Regions from separate parts of the Rattus norvegicus genome. Here region 2 is linked to region 1. Evidence: chromatin contacts called from public Hi-C data. All regions are on one chromosome and are shown on one strand. The core of a region is the stretch at or near the end of the contact, and the rest is flanking DNA. Distances in the headings are between cores, read along the strand shown.

Region 1 (6,256 bases), core at 2,158-4,657:
AGTTGCTGAGTGAATTCTATAACTTTCATGAAATGGAAAGACCACAGGTCCCAAAACAACCTTGAAAAAGTAGAGCTGTAGACCAAAAGACAACACAGCATGGGAGTGAGATTGGAATGGAGCAGAACACAGAGGCAGACTCACACATACTGAGAAGGTCATCACCAGGGAACTTTATCATTGTGCATACACCATGGAGAGCTCCCCAAAGTTAGATGGCTACAGTGTCACTAGATTATATGACCCGGTGCAACACTGTCACATATGGGATTCACTGTTGCCCCAAATGCTCTTTAATGGCACAGGACTGGTCAACATTAGAGTTTTTTAAAAAGGTCACTGGAAACTACTATCTATTCAAAGGCAAGAGACTTAGACACTTCAAAAGAACTAAAAATGGACAATTGCACAGTAAGAGGTGCCTGCCTCATTAGTCAGTCACCAGGGAAACGCTGCTTAAAGCCATGACGAGGTGTCATTATCAGAATAGCTTATAGAGGGAGAAGGACAACACTGATCGATGTGGTGCAGAGCCATACTCCCTCTATCCTTCAAGAGAATAAAAAACAAAACAAAAAAACACCATTTTGGAAGAACAATGATTTTCCTGGCCAGAAATTTCCCATTCAACTCTTACCCAAGCCAAACAAAAGCCCATGTTGTCAAGAGGACTGTTATAGCTTGGTTTTGGTGTATCGAAGGCTTGGCTCCCAGCCTCCTAGGGAGGTGATAGAACCTTTAATAAGTGAGTCTAGAGTCACTAGAATAGATACTAGTGTCTATGTCACTTTGTAAGGAGAGCAGGGTCCAGGCTCTTCCTCATTCTCTCAGTCATGATATGAATGGCTTTGCTCAACCACATTGGCCCAAAACTATTAATAAAGTCGAATCAATCATGGACTGTATCTTTCAAAGTTGTGAACAACAAGAAAACCCTCTTATATGAATAAGAAATTACTTTAAATCTTGGTTATATAGACAGAAAGCTAAACAACTCAAAGGCACATACAGAATAGCAAAAAACAGGAAGCAGCACAAGTCTGAGCAACAGGAATGCATATCTATACAATGGAATACTACTTGGTGGTGAAAAAGAACCAAAGCACAGATGTGTCTTGGACCTCAAAATATATAAGTGAAAATCATCTATATAAAGAGAGCACACAATGCATACAAGATTCTGTCAGCAGGGGGCTCTAGGACTTGCAGTGGAGGTTGGAATAAAATAACTTTGGGATAAGGGAGAGGTCTGACTAGCTACTGCTGAGGTATATATAGAGATTTGTCAAAACATACTAAGTTGCAAATTTAGTTGCAAATTCAGGCCTGAGATTTCATTGTATGTAAATTTTATGGCACTAAAATACCGAGAGAACACGGGTATGGTGGCTGGACTGTGGCCAAGGCAGATGGGTCTCTGGGAATTTGAGGCCAGCCTGGTCTATTTATAGTAGTGAGTTCCAGGCCAGCCAGGGCTTCATAGTGAGATCCTATCTCAAAAGAAAGCAACAAAAACCTGCAAGAACTTCTCAAAATCGTATAATCTCATTAACATTTACCTAAGCAAAAGTGTGTATAAGAGGCCAATTAAACCCACTTAAATAATTTAGGAAGTGTTAACAACTACAATTTTACACAGCAAAACAATGAAAATGTAAATGTGACCCAAACCTCACTTCAAGGAAACATTGTAACCTTTATTCTTACCCATCTGCAGCTGTGTTGGTGTGCTGTGTGTCGCCTGCCACAGCTGACTCCTCAGTCAGCATTCCCCAGCTCCCTGCTCATTCTTGACTGTGAGATCCCTTCTCTACTGTTCCCACCTGCTGTCCTTGCTCTTGCTGCCTTCTCTTCACACTGCCCCTATTCTTGGGACAAGAGCTGATAACCAGCACAGTCTGTCAGATGCAGAGGTTACTGACATTTTCAGATAGTTGGACATCACAGCACACCATGTGATGGACAGGCTCCCCACAGAGTTCACCTGGCTTGGGTTTCACACCTGCTGTACACATCTGGCTGTAAAGTTGATCTCCAACCTCCCTGCCCCTTGCAACTCTCTTTTCACTTGCTAAGATCCCCAACCCTCCTCATTTTGTAGCTTCTGTTCCTACCAATCCAGCCTGGGCACCAAGGTCTAGCTTTTAAAATGTCAAATGGCCACCCAGGCATTGTGCTGAAGGAGTTTTAAACTGCCTGTCTACCTTCCAGCTGCTTCTGCAGGAGAGACAAGGAACATTCTTGTCCTCTGGTCTGAAGAGTGAAAGGGGAGTATAAATATGCAGCTTTGGAGGGAAAGAAGGGAAATTCTTCAGAATGAAAAATGTGCTCGTCTCTACTAGACACTAGAAGGGACAATTGAGGGCTCTTGGCTACGTGGAGAAAAACAACACAAAGGCCAGAGGAGCAGGACACATCCCTGGAACCAGAGGAACAGGACACATCCCTGGAAAGGGGAGTCCATTAGTGTTAGTCACAAAATGAAAGTTTGGAAAACAGCAGTGTTCAGACCCCTGACAAAAGCTGACCCCTCAACCCCCAAACAGGCTCAGTGCTGTCCTACGTAGCTCAAAGCCCTCAAGCCTCAGATTGACAAGAAGCAAAGGAGCAGAGACAACAAATTGGAGCATATGGCTGTCACCATGAACATGTGCAAACTGCAGAGAAAGAACTGGAGGCTGAGGGTGTAGCTCAGGGGTGGAGCACTGGACACACACATAGACAGACACACACAGACACACACACACAGACAGACACACACACAGACACACACACACACACACAGACAGACACACACACAGACACACACGCAGACACACACATACAGACAGACACACACACAGACAGACACACACACAGACAGACACACACAGACACACACATACATATAGACACACACACAGACACACACAGAGACAGACACACACACAGACAGACACACACACAGACAGACACACACACAGACACACACATACAGACAGACACACACACAGACACACACACAGACAGACACACACACAGACACACACACAGACACACACACACAGACACACACACAGACAGCAGACACACACACAGACATACACACACACAGACAGCCACACACACAGACATACACTCACAGACACACACACAGACACACACACAGACGCACACACACAGACAGCAGACACACACACAGACACACACACACAGACACACACACAGACACACACTCACAGACACACACATAGACACACACACACACAGAGACACACACATGCACAACACAAGAGAGAGACAGACAGAGAGACAGAGAGTAAGACGGTATGCAAATGCAGGTCCACATCAGCAGAGATGTACACAGAACTGCATGGAACGGTCTGGAGGAAAATGGAACCCAAAGGGCAGAAGAGAACTTCCAAGCATGTTGTGCAATGTGGAATGAACTCAGTGGATCTGGCTGCATTCTGACGTGATGACACTAAGGTTCTGGCAGTGCTACCGTTATGATCAGTTCTTATCAATAACCTAGGCACATATAAACCAGGCACGTTTGACTGGCGATCTGACTTCTGATGCAGAGGGAAGCCAGACCCAATTCCAGAGGAAAGCTATGAGGCGAAGGTGAAGGAGTACATACGCGATAACCGTGAGCCAGTACAAGGGTGGGCAGAGTCCTTCTGGTAGCACTCACAGCACTGACCGTGCACAGATGGAGAGGGGTAAAGAACAGTTCGTGTAAGGCACACACACGTGCTCCGGAGATTTACACAGAGAAATCAACCTTTCTGCCTGCTGGGTTGTGGAGGTTCTCCAGGCATTAGTGCGTAAAAGCAAGTATTTCCTGAGGGCTCCTGGTTTTGTGCATGCTTACTACTGAACTGCATCCCCAGACCCCTTCTGACTTTTTGAGACAGGGTCTCACTAAGTTGCCCAGGGTGGCTTGAACTCATGATTGTCTTACCTCAGTCTCCTGAGGACTTGGGATCACAGGCCTGTGCCACCAGGCCTTGTCCTAGGTGAGGTCCAAGAGAATTAGGGAGTTCAAACGGAAAGGAAACTGGATATTGATTATGATGAAGACGCACAAGACATACTGCATATGGTGCTTCTTATTAAAAAAAACTTGACCATAAATAGAACCGATGATGAGATTTAACTTTCTTTTTAAATTTAGCAATGTAGAAAATGTGGTCCAAACACCAGTGTTGTGTAATATAAACAGAAACGTTGAAGTCATATAAACACAGACCCAAAACCAGGCAACTAGGGAAAAATGTTTATGAAACTAAATGTAAATGTTAAAATACTTGACAGAGTGAAAACTTAGACTACAGCTAACACATGCTTCTCGAGGTAATAGAAATACAAACTAAACACAGCAGGGAAGATCCGCGATACAGACTTGGGACATGCAGACAAAACCTGTAACAAGTCAATTCTCAGTTTTATAACCTTAGAGAAATCTTTTAGGACCAACATATGATTAAAAACCATTTTTCTTAAGTTCAGCAATTCTCCAATTTCACACGTTTTTATTTTGCTCTTAAAATCAGGTACTAAAAACCAAATTAAATGCAAACCCTTCTATTTCATTGTGTATATTATCTTCAGAGGTATAATAACACCCGCTCGGGGTATAAAACTTTTCTTCTTTGATGGGGTGTTTCGGAGGTTTGACTTTTGCTTTAATTTAAAGTAAGTTTAACTGTATTTTGTTTTTCACTTTATGAGAATTTTTTTTATTTAAAAAGACTTTAATAATATTTTGAGAGAGCCATAGAGAAGAGAGGTGACTCTGTGGACACAGACAGCAGCCATAGCAGCCACAGGACAGAGGCTTGTTTCACGGGAACAGTGTGGCCACTATGTCCTGACTCTGTGAGGGCATGTTAAGTACAGTGTAATAAATCCATGGAGCTATTGAATAAATTCTGATAGATAAAAAGACTAGGTGTTTGGAAAATAAGCTAAAATATTGTCTCATAAATCTTTAAATTTTTAAGAGATTTAAAAGGAAAAAAGAAAAAAATTAAGCAGTTTTTGATAATGGAAGAAGTTTATATTAACTTAGATGAAAATTAAAATGATAAGATTAAGTACTTGAGGGGCTGGAGAAATGGCTCAATGGCTCTGGCCAGTCTCCAGGCAACCTGTGCTCAGTTCCCAGCACTCACAGGGCACTCATGATCAGACCCCAGGGGACCTGACACACTCTCCGGCCTCCAAGGGAATGTGCGTGCATGTGGTGCACATAGAGATAAGCAGGCATACACACATAAACACGAATAAAAAAAAGCTGCAGAAATGATTGACTATTGGAGATTTTAAATGCAGTTACAAACATTGTTAGCCACTTTAACAAGTGCTAGGAAGCAACCGTTGGTCTCTGCATGAGCAGAAAATGCCCTCGACCTCTGAGCCATTTCTCCAGTTCTCCAGCCTCTGAGGATGTGTTTTCTTCGTGCACATTCCACATGTATTAGGTGAAAAATAACAGAAAGCCACTATTTTTCTTCTTTTTTGGACTAAGTTCCTTCACAGACCAGGCGAAAAAGATCCTCATCCCTAAACTGGAAGGAAGCTGTTTATCTGACCTCGCAGAAATCAAGATTAGCGAGAGAACAGCCAAAGTTCAGAACAGGCCAGTGTCAGATCTTGAAGTCCTAAGTTAACTGAGCAGCTACTTTCCCCACCCCCCCACCCCCCACCCCCACTACAAGGAAAGTCACATTGAGGCAATCAGGTCTTTAGCTCTTTGTTTCTTCCTTCCCAGCCTTCCTTTGTAAAAACTAACCTTTGTTCAGACCCAGAACAACTATCTGCCCTGAGCAATAAGAACTGTCCAATCCTGAATTGGAAACAAAGCCGGTTACTCTCCTCAAACTAAACTCCTATAACTCCGTCCCTTTGAGCCCCTTGTTATTTTACTACTGCTGTTTTGATATTTATAAAAATGTTACTATGCTTTTCTTGTTGTGTGTGTGGGGTTGGGGAAAGAAGGGACAGAGGGAAGAACCGGGAAGAGAACAGAGCAGGAGAGGGTCAAACTATTACCATTTTTATCCCTTCACTTGTAATTGTGAATGAGACTAGCCTATGCAAATATAAAACAAATACCTTTTCTCCTGATGGTCAAGTGATTCTTTTAGAAGGGAAAAACCTCCCCCTCCCCCACTCCCTGAGGTAGTGATTTCCCTCTGTTTTGTGGTGAACGTAGACTAGAAGCTTAGAAGACAAACAGTAGCTTGGTGTGTGGTAGAAGCTGAATGGA
Region 2 (6,256 bases), core at 2,095-4,594, 45 kb after region 1:
GCTCAGCAGTTAAGAGTACTGGGCCCTCGTGTAGAGGACCCTCTCTGATTTGGCTTCTCTACCATATGGCAGTTCACAACCAGCCAAATACAACCACAGGTCCAGGAGATCTAATGCCCCTCTCTGACCTCCTACTGGGGCTCAAGCGGTACATACGTGTGGTACACATTACATACACTCAGGCACATGTACATATATGTGCAATAAAAATATTTTAAGCATTATTTTTATGGCGACAACAGTGGAAATGTAAACAGATCCAGCTGCTTTGGGAAACATTTGGCAGCTGTTTAGAAAACTAAGCAAGCGATTTCCTTTTCCTTTCTTGTTATTTGGGACAAGGTCTGGCTCTGAGAACAAGGTTGATCTTGAACCGAAGGTAATCCTAACAGCCCTGCATGCAGGATTCACTGTGCCTGGCCAGTGTTCGTAGTGGCTTTATCCAGAATTAGTTGCAAACTGGAAACCACGCACACGAACTGGCCTTCTCCAGGTGAACTGTTCGGTACTGTGGTGCATCTAAGCTTGAAACCTGGATAATCCAGATTGTGATCGATGAGAAAAGCACTAAAGGTTAAAAACACATCTACCTCCCGATTCCACTTACAAAATAACCTGGGAGGACAACACTTTAGAAAGAGAGAACAAAGTCAAGACTGCTGGAGGCGGTAAGGAGAGAGGGAAAGAAAGGGAAGGGGATGTGCCTCTGGAGGGTGCTATGAGAGGTCTCGGTGGATGGAAATACCCTGTCTTGATTGTATAGATCCAATGTTATGCTGGGCATGGTGGCACAGATCTTTGCTCCCTGCACTTGGAGGGCAGAGGCAGGTGGATATCTATGAGTCCCAAGCCATCCAGAGCTACAGAGTAGGACCCTGTCTCAAAACATAAATAAAATAAAAAGTAAATCCAATATCATTATGATCTCGCTCCGTAGGCTTGTAGGATGTTGCCATTAGAGGCAACTGGCTTAGTCTCTCCCTTCTTCTCCAGGGCTCTCACTGTGATGGGTAAGGAAATCTCCATTTTGTTCTGGGCACCCATTCTGAATTCCTAAGAGATAAGCTTCAGCAACGCTGACTCCTTGCCCCCCTCCCCAAAATTGAACAACTGCCATGAGATAATTCGCTGCTCACTCTGGCTTCTGTAAACCCATTTATCGTTGTGTACTAGGGAGTGGGACAGCTCCTTTATGGCTGTATGCAGAGATGGACAGAGCCTCACAGCTGAGAGGAGTAAAAGCAGTTTCTCACTTGGCTACACACTGCACACAAATGCAATGGTTACAGTGCCCACCTCTGCAAGCCCTTCCTCCAGCCACTCCTATTTGGCGCGTCTTCAACTTGGTTTTTAGGCTGTCGGCCTGCTCACAGTAACTAAGAAATTTCATTTAATTATAATTTGGTTCAAATCTATGGTCTTTCCCCAGTGTATTCAAACTCCCCTATTGCTCAGGATGGCACAGAACTCATGGCCTCTAGTGACGGCTTATCTCATACCCTGAACAGCCAGACTACAGGAGTACCACACCACAACGGGCTCTAATCTCTTAACTCTCTCTGATCAAGGGGAACATCTTTAGATTCGGGAGAGGCTCTGTTGACAGCTCCAGGAAACTTTCTTCTCAAAACTTTCAAACTATTGAAAGTCAAACACTCAAACACCGGCGCTAGGAATATTCAAAACAGTGGCTTCAAGACCCAGCCACCCTTGCTCTCAGTAAACCACAGTTGAAGTGAGTAGTAATGACATTGTTAAGGCCCAGTCCAGCTTTGAGACCAGGCTCCCAGCCCTTCCCCTGAGCTCACTGCTTCTAATCCTGGCCAGCCAGAAAATACAAAAACAACTCCAAAATGTCATTTAGCCACTCCTTTTGTGTCCAAGCCCCCTGGAGACCCGCCTAAGGCAGGAAGTTGAGCTAGGTCCCTAGCATGGCCTGCAACCAGTCTGTCTCTCAGAGAGCCTCCTTTTCACTGTTCAAGTAGTTAGATTGGAACCTCACCTCAGCCACACCACCACTGCTCTGGAAAGTCTGTGGAGATGGGTATGGGTCAGGGTCATCCTCCTGTCCCCCTGCAGCTGTCACTCACGGGTGACAGGCATAGGACACAGTGGACAGGCTGTAAATTTAGTGCTGGATTCTGGACTCCACAGTCACATACCTGCTGTGCTGGTGGGACCTGGACCCTGGAGCACCTAGGGGAAGTGGTTTCATGCAGTGTTTGTTTGTGTGTGCAGTGTGTGCGCGAGTGTGTGCGTGTGTGTTTGCAGTGTGTCTGCTTCCTTTTCGGGGCTCTAAGCACTTGTGTGTGAATGTCATGCGTCTTTAGCTGTGTAGTGTGTTGTTTACCTCTGTTATGAACAAAAACATAGGAAAAGGAGCTGCCTCTGACTGAAAGGAATCTGTGTTTGTAGAGATTAACTGGCTGATTAAAGTTTCAGTACTTTGGAGAGGTTGGAATGTTCCAGGTCCAGAGGCAAATTACTTTATCTTGGGCTACATTCTGGCCCTCAGGAACAGCCATTTCTTCCTTAACCCCTCTTTGTTGGAACTAACATCTTGTGGCAATAAACACCCGTTTAGAACCTATTGATTTAACAGGGCAATTAGCTTCTACAAATACAACAGTTGACAATGCTATCAGATAGCACGCTGGTGCGCCCACCAACGTATTTTAAACTTGCCTTGATATATGGCTTTATCTGTTCTGTAAAACTATAAAAACTTCCCGAAACTGCTTTCTAATCGGGACATGGAATCAGGGGTAACTTAAGTCTGTGTTCCTAGCTCACGGTCACTCAAAATGGCTCCAGAATATATAATCTTTTTTCCTTTAAGATGAGAGCTGTGGTTTCTGCGCTGACACTCCGTGTGTGGTGTGTTGTTTTCATCTGTGTGCATGGTGTCTAGGGAGTGTGCATCCATGCTGTGTGTCTGTATTCATGTAGTTACTGTGACAGTCATGTGTACTCCCGTGTGTAGCTTGTATCTGGGGAAGGGTCCTCAGGATGTGTCCTTGGGGGGGGGTGCCCACACCTGTGCTATCTGAATGCCGGTCTCACACGTGTGCAGCTGTAAACATGTGCAAGCAGTACTTATGAGCGTGTGTTTCTGTTCCGGGTACCTGTGAGAGGTCTGTGTTCTCAACTGTGCACATTGGCTGGAAGAGCCCCCTTCGGTTCACTGCCCTGTGAAGGTCCCCCACGCGGCCAGGAAAAGCGCCAGGCAGGTCGGCGGGCGGCGCCCCGCTCCTCCCCGGGGGCCGGGCACACGTGGGCCCCCGGCGCCGCCTCCCCGCGCGTCCCCACCCAGCGGGCCGCCCCCGCCGCCCGAGCGGCTGGGGATAAAGTGGTGGCGCAGACGCCGCGCCCTATCGCTGCGCAGCCGGCCGCGCGCAGTAGTCTGGCTCTAGCCCGCAGCAGACCCGGACCCGCGTGGTGCTCGGGGAACGTGACAGCGGCGCTCGTGGCCCGGGTAACTGCCTCCCGCCCCTGCCTCAGGATAGGAGCCGCCGCCAGGGGTCCCCTGCGCGGGTGTGCGTGCGCACGAGTGTGCGCGCGTGTCAGCGTGTGCGCGGGAACGCGCCCCTCGCGCCCTCGCACCAACCCCCAAACAGACTTGTGCCCGTCAACTGCATCTTCCCAGACCGGTGTGGGAACAACGGCCAGGTCCACGTCCTGTGTGGCGTGCTGATGACAGCCCTGAGGCTTCCTTCCCCAAACGGTCGCGGGCGGGCAGGAGGCAAAGTTTGTCGGAGAATCGGGGTGACTTTGCTCGGGGACCCGCATCTGCGCGAATGCGCGGTGCCGCGGAGCGCGTCTCGCAGCAGCTCTGGGCTAGGGACCGGCTGTCCCTCGCTCCTGGAACCCCTTCAGGGGTGTGTTCTGGAAAAGTGGCGACATGAACTAGAGCTGGAGCAGCAGGAGGGAGCAGCTCGCACCCCTGCAGCCCAGGCGGGGAGGGCGCGGACCCGGTGGTGCTGCCCTGCGGCCGCGATGAGGGAACAGCCCTCGTTTGCCTGGCGCTGATACTCGAGGCTGTGGCGGTAGTGGAATGCAAAAGCCAAGACTAATGGAAACAGGTTTGTCATGGCATCTTTGGCGTTCAGAAGGGAGAAATCGCTTGGGGCCTGTCACCTACTTATTATGCCCCCTGAAACCCACTCAGTGGAGATTTTAGGCGAGATGGGTCCGTGCAGCTGGGGCTTTGTACCCACGGAACTGACTGTAATTTCCGCTTGATTACAGCTAAAATAGTCCTTAAGATGAAGTTTCCTGAGATGATTTAAAATAAACACAGATGGAAGGGGGGCTATACTAAGGTACTTTTAAAAAAAATTAAGTGAGCATTTTCTTAAGGACAAACAAGACTTTTTAGTCTTAGAGGGGTTTGCAAAGAGCTGTATGTAATTTTTAAAATGTATATAAAAATTGGGGTTTGTTTGTTAACTGCGTAGAAAAGAAGCCACAGCCACAGTCCTGACACTAAAAAGGCTTTCTTTCCTCCCGTATGGACATAAGTGTATTTCTGACTTTAGAATATGTCCACCTTTCTTCCAAGGGCCCAAAGACCCCTGCAGGATGCCTGAGGCAAGTTCACCCAGGCGAACTCCACAGAACGTCCCCTACCAGGACCTTCCTCACCTGGTCAATGCGGATGGACAGTACCTCTTTTGTAGGTACTGGAAGCCCAGTGGCACACCCAAGTAAGTCCTCTCCCTCTGCTCCTCCTTCAAGGCACCTCCTCCTCCTCCTCCTCGGTCATCATGGGTCCATCCTTCCTGTGACCTGCCTCTCATGCCACTGACACACCTGGCACAGTGGTGTTAGCAGAGTTGAGAGCTGTACTTTATGGTTTTCTTAACAATGAGGGCCCAAGAGTTCTCTTTTCACTACAACTAGGATAGGAGTCCACTGTCTGGCAATTTTCAGAGTCATATGACTTTTTTTTTTTTTTTGTATCAGAATTGATTTCCCGTTGCAAGCCTTCATTTAAAAGCAAACCCAACAATTACCAAAAAGAAAAAAGAAAAAAAAATCCAGTGAATGCATAAGAAAACTAAAATTATTTGTGCCTGTATCTGTCTTTTAACCTTTACTGACTGCTCCTGCTTAGTTCTGAGCTTCAGAAGTGACACCCAGCTAGCTGGGAGGACAGGGGTCTGGTGTCTCCTCCTGGTTTGTCGCCAGCTCCGTCACCCTGTCCCTTTCCAACTTTAGAAACAGACTGGGGCTGTGCACAGCCATGCAGCTGCTCCCTCACCACCCCGTTCCTCCTGGGTGAAGCAGGAAAAGCCCTGCTTGTTTGTCTTAATCAGGGAAGAGAGTCTCTGTAGCCTTAGCCTGGTGACCCATCACTGTTTCCTGTTCTTTATTTCAGGTTAAGTCTACCTGTTCCATCAGCCTCTTGTCTCCCAAGGGGGTCCTGGTGGGTGTGTATTGTGCTCCCACCGTGACTCTGGGGTTAGCCAGTTGAGTAGACATCTCAACCAGGCACGTGGAATCCCAGGTAGATTCCTACTAGCAACGCAGAGGGCGCGACTTTAATACCCGTAGCTTCTGTGCGCTATCTCCTGTGTGTTTTCAAAGTGGGTAGTGGTGCAAAGGCTGGTTGGTATGTGTTCCTGCCAGTCCTTGGAGGAAAGTGTGCTGGGGTGTGCAAGTGTGCAGGTGTGCAGAGTGTGTCCTCATTAATCATTAATTCTCCCTGAGTCAACCAATACCATCACCGAGCATTCTTTCTACTTTCTAACAAGTTCTATAGTGAACAGTTTAGTCCCTCTAGGAGGGGACTAGGGACTGAAACTCCACTGTTCATGTCCAGCCCCGGCCTTTGCTGGCTTTGTTGGTAGAGTAGTGACAGTGCCCCAGTTCACAGTAAAACACAGAGGGCCCGCAGTCTTCCGTGGGGGAAGGGAGGTGGTGGACTGGGCCAGGAATGGCCAAGTTGGCTGCCCTTGCCTTGGCTGTGGGTGGTTTTCACAATCTTCCCCCACTGAAGTTGTGATGCAGGCAGCTCCCGGCTCACTTGCTTTTGCTCTGGTTAGAGACAGCAAACCAACGTCTTGGCTTCAGCTGAGCTGGCCCTTGGTTGTCAACATCTGCCTTGTGATGGGTGCCGTGGGTAGGAACAGGGCTGGACAGTGGCCTGGGTAGGAACAGGGCTGGACAGTGGCCGCTACTGGGACCAAGGATTGGGGGGTGGGGACATGCATTCAGATAAAAACAAGTTTAAAAAAATTTAGCTTAAGGGCAG

What was found. Hi-C and Micro-C count contacts between places; a contact is called where the count stands out from the background.
Region 2: a Hi-C map of liver shows a contact between it and region 1, with 5 times the contacts expected there. The contact joins the promoter of Mgll here to the enhancer-like site in region 1. A contact is called at or near these places in 2 of 12 Hi-C or Micro-C datasets (kidney and liver).

Annotation. Positions count from the first base shown.
Region 1 is chr4:122,700,889-122,707,144 of GRCr8, forward strand. No RefSeq gene overlaps it. Among named protein-coding and RNA genes, the nearest start is that of Mgll, 45 kb to the right of the region's middle. Within about 2 kb of position 3,408, at least 2 of the 93 cell types and tissues checked have an H3K27ac peak or open chromatin away from gene starts, as enhancers often do. A contact at or near this core is called in liver, where this site is marked.
Region 2 is chr4:122,746,092-122,752,347 of GRCr8, forward strand. It overlaps Mgll (monoglyceride lipase), which reads left to right and starts at 3,345. Exons shown (of 8, transcript NM_138502.3): 1 at 3,345-3,475; 2 at 4,562-4,706. The coding sequence starts at 4,582.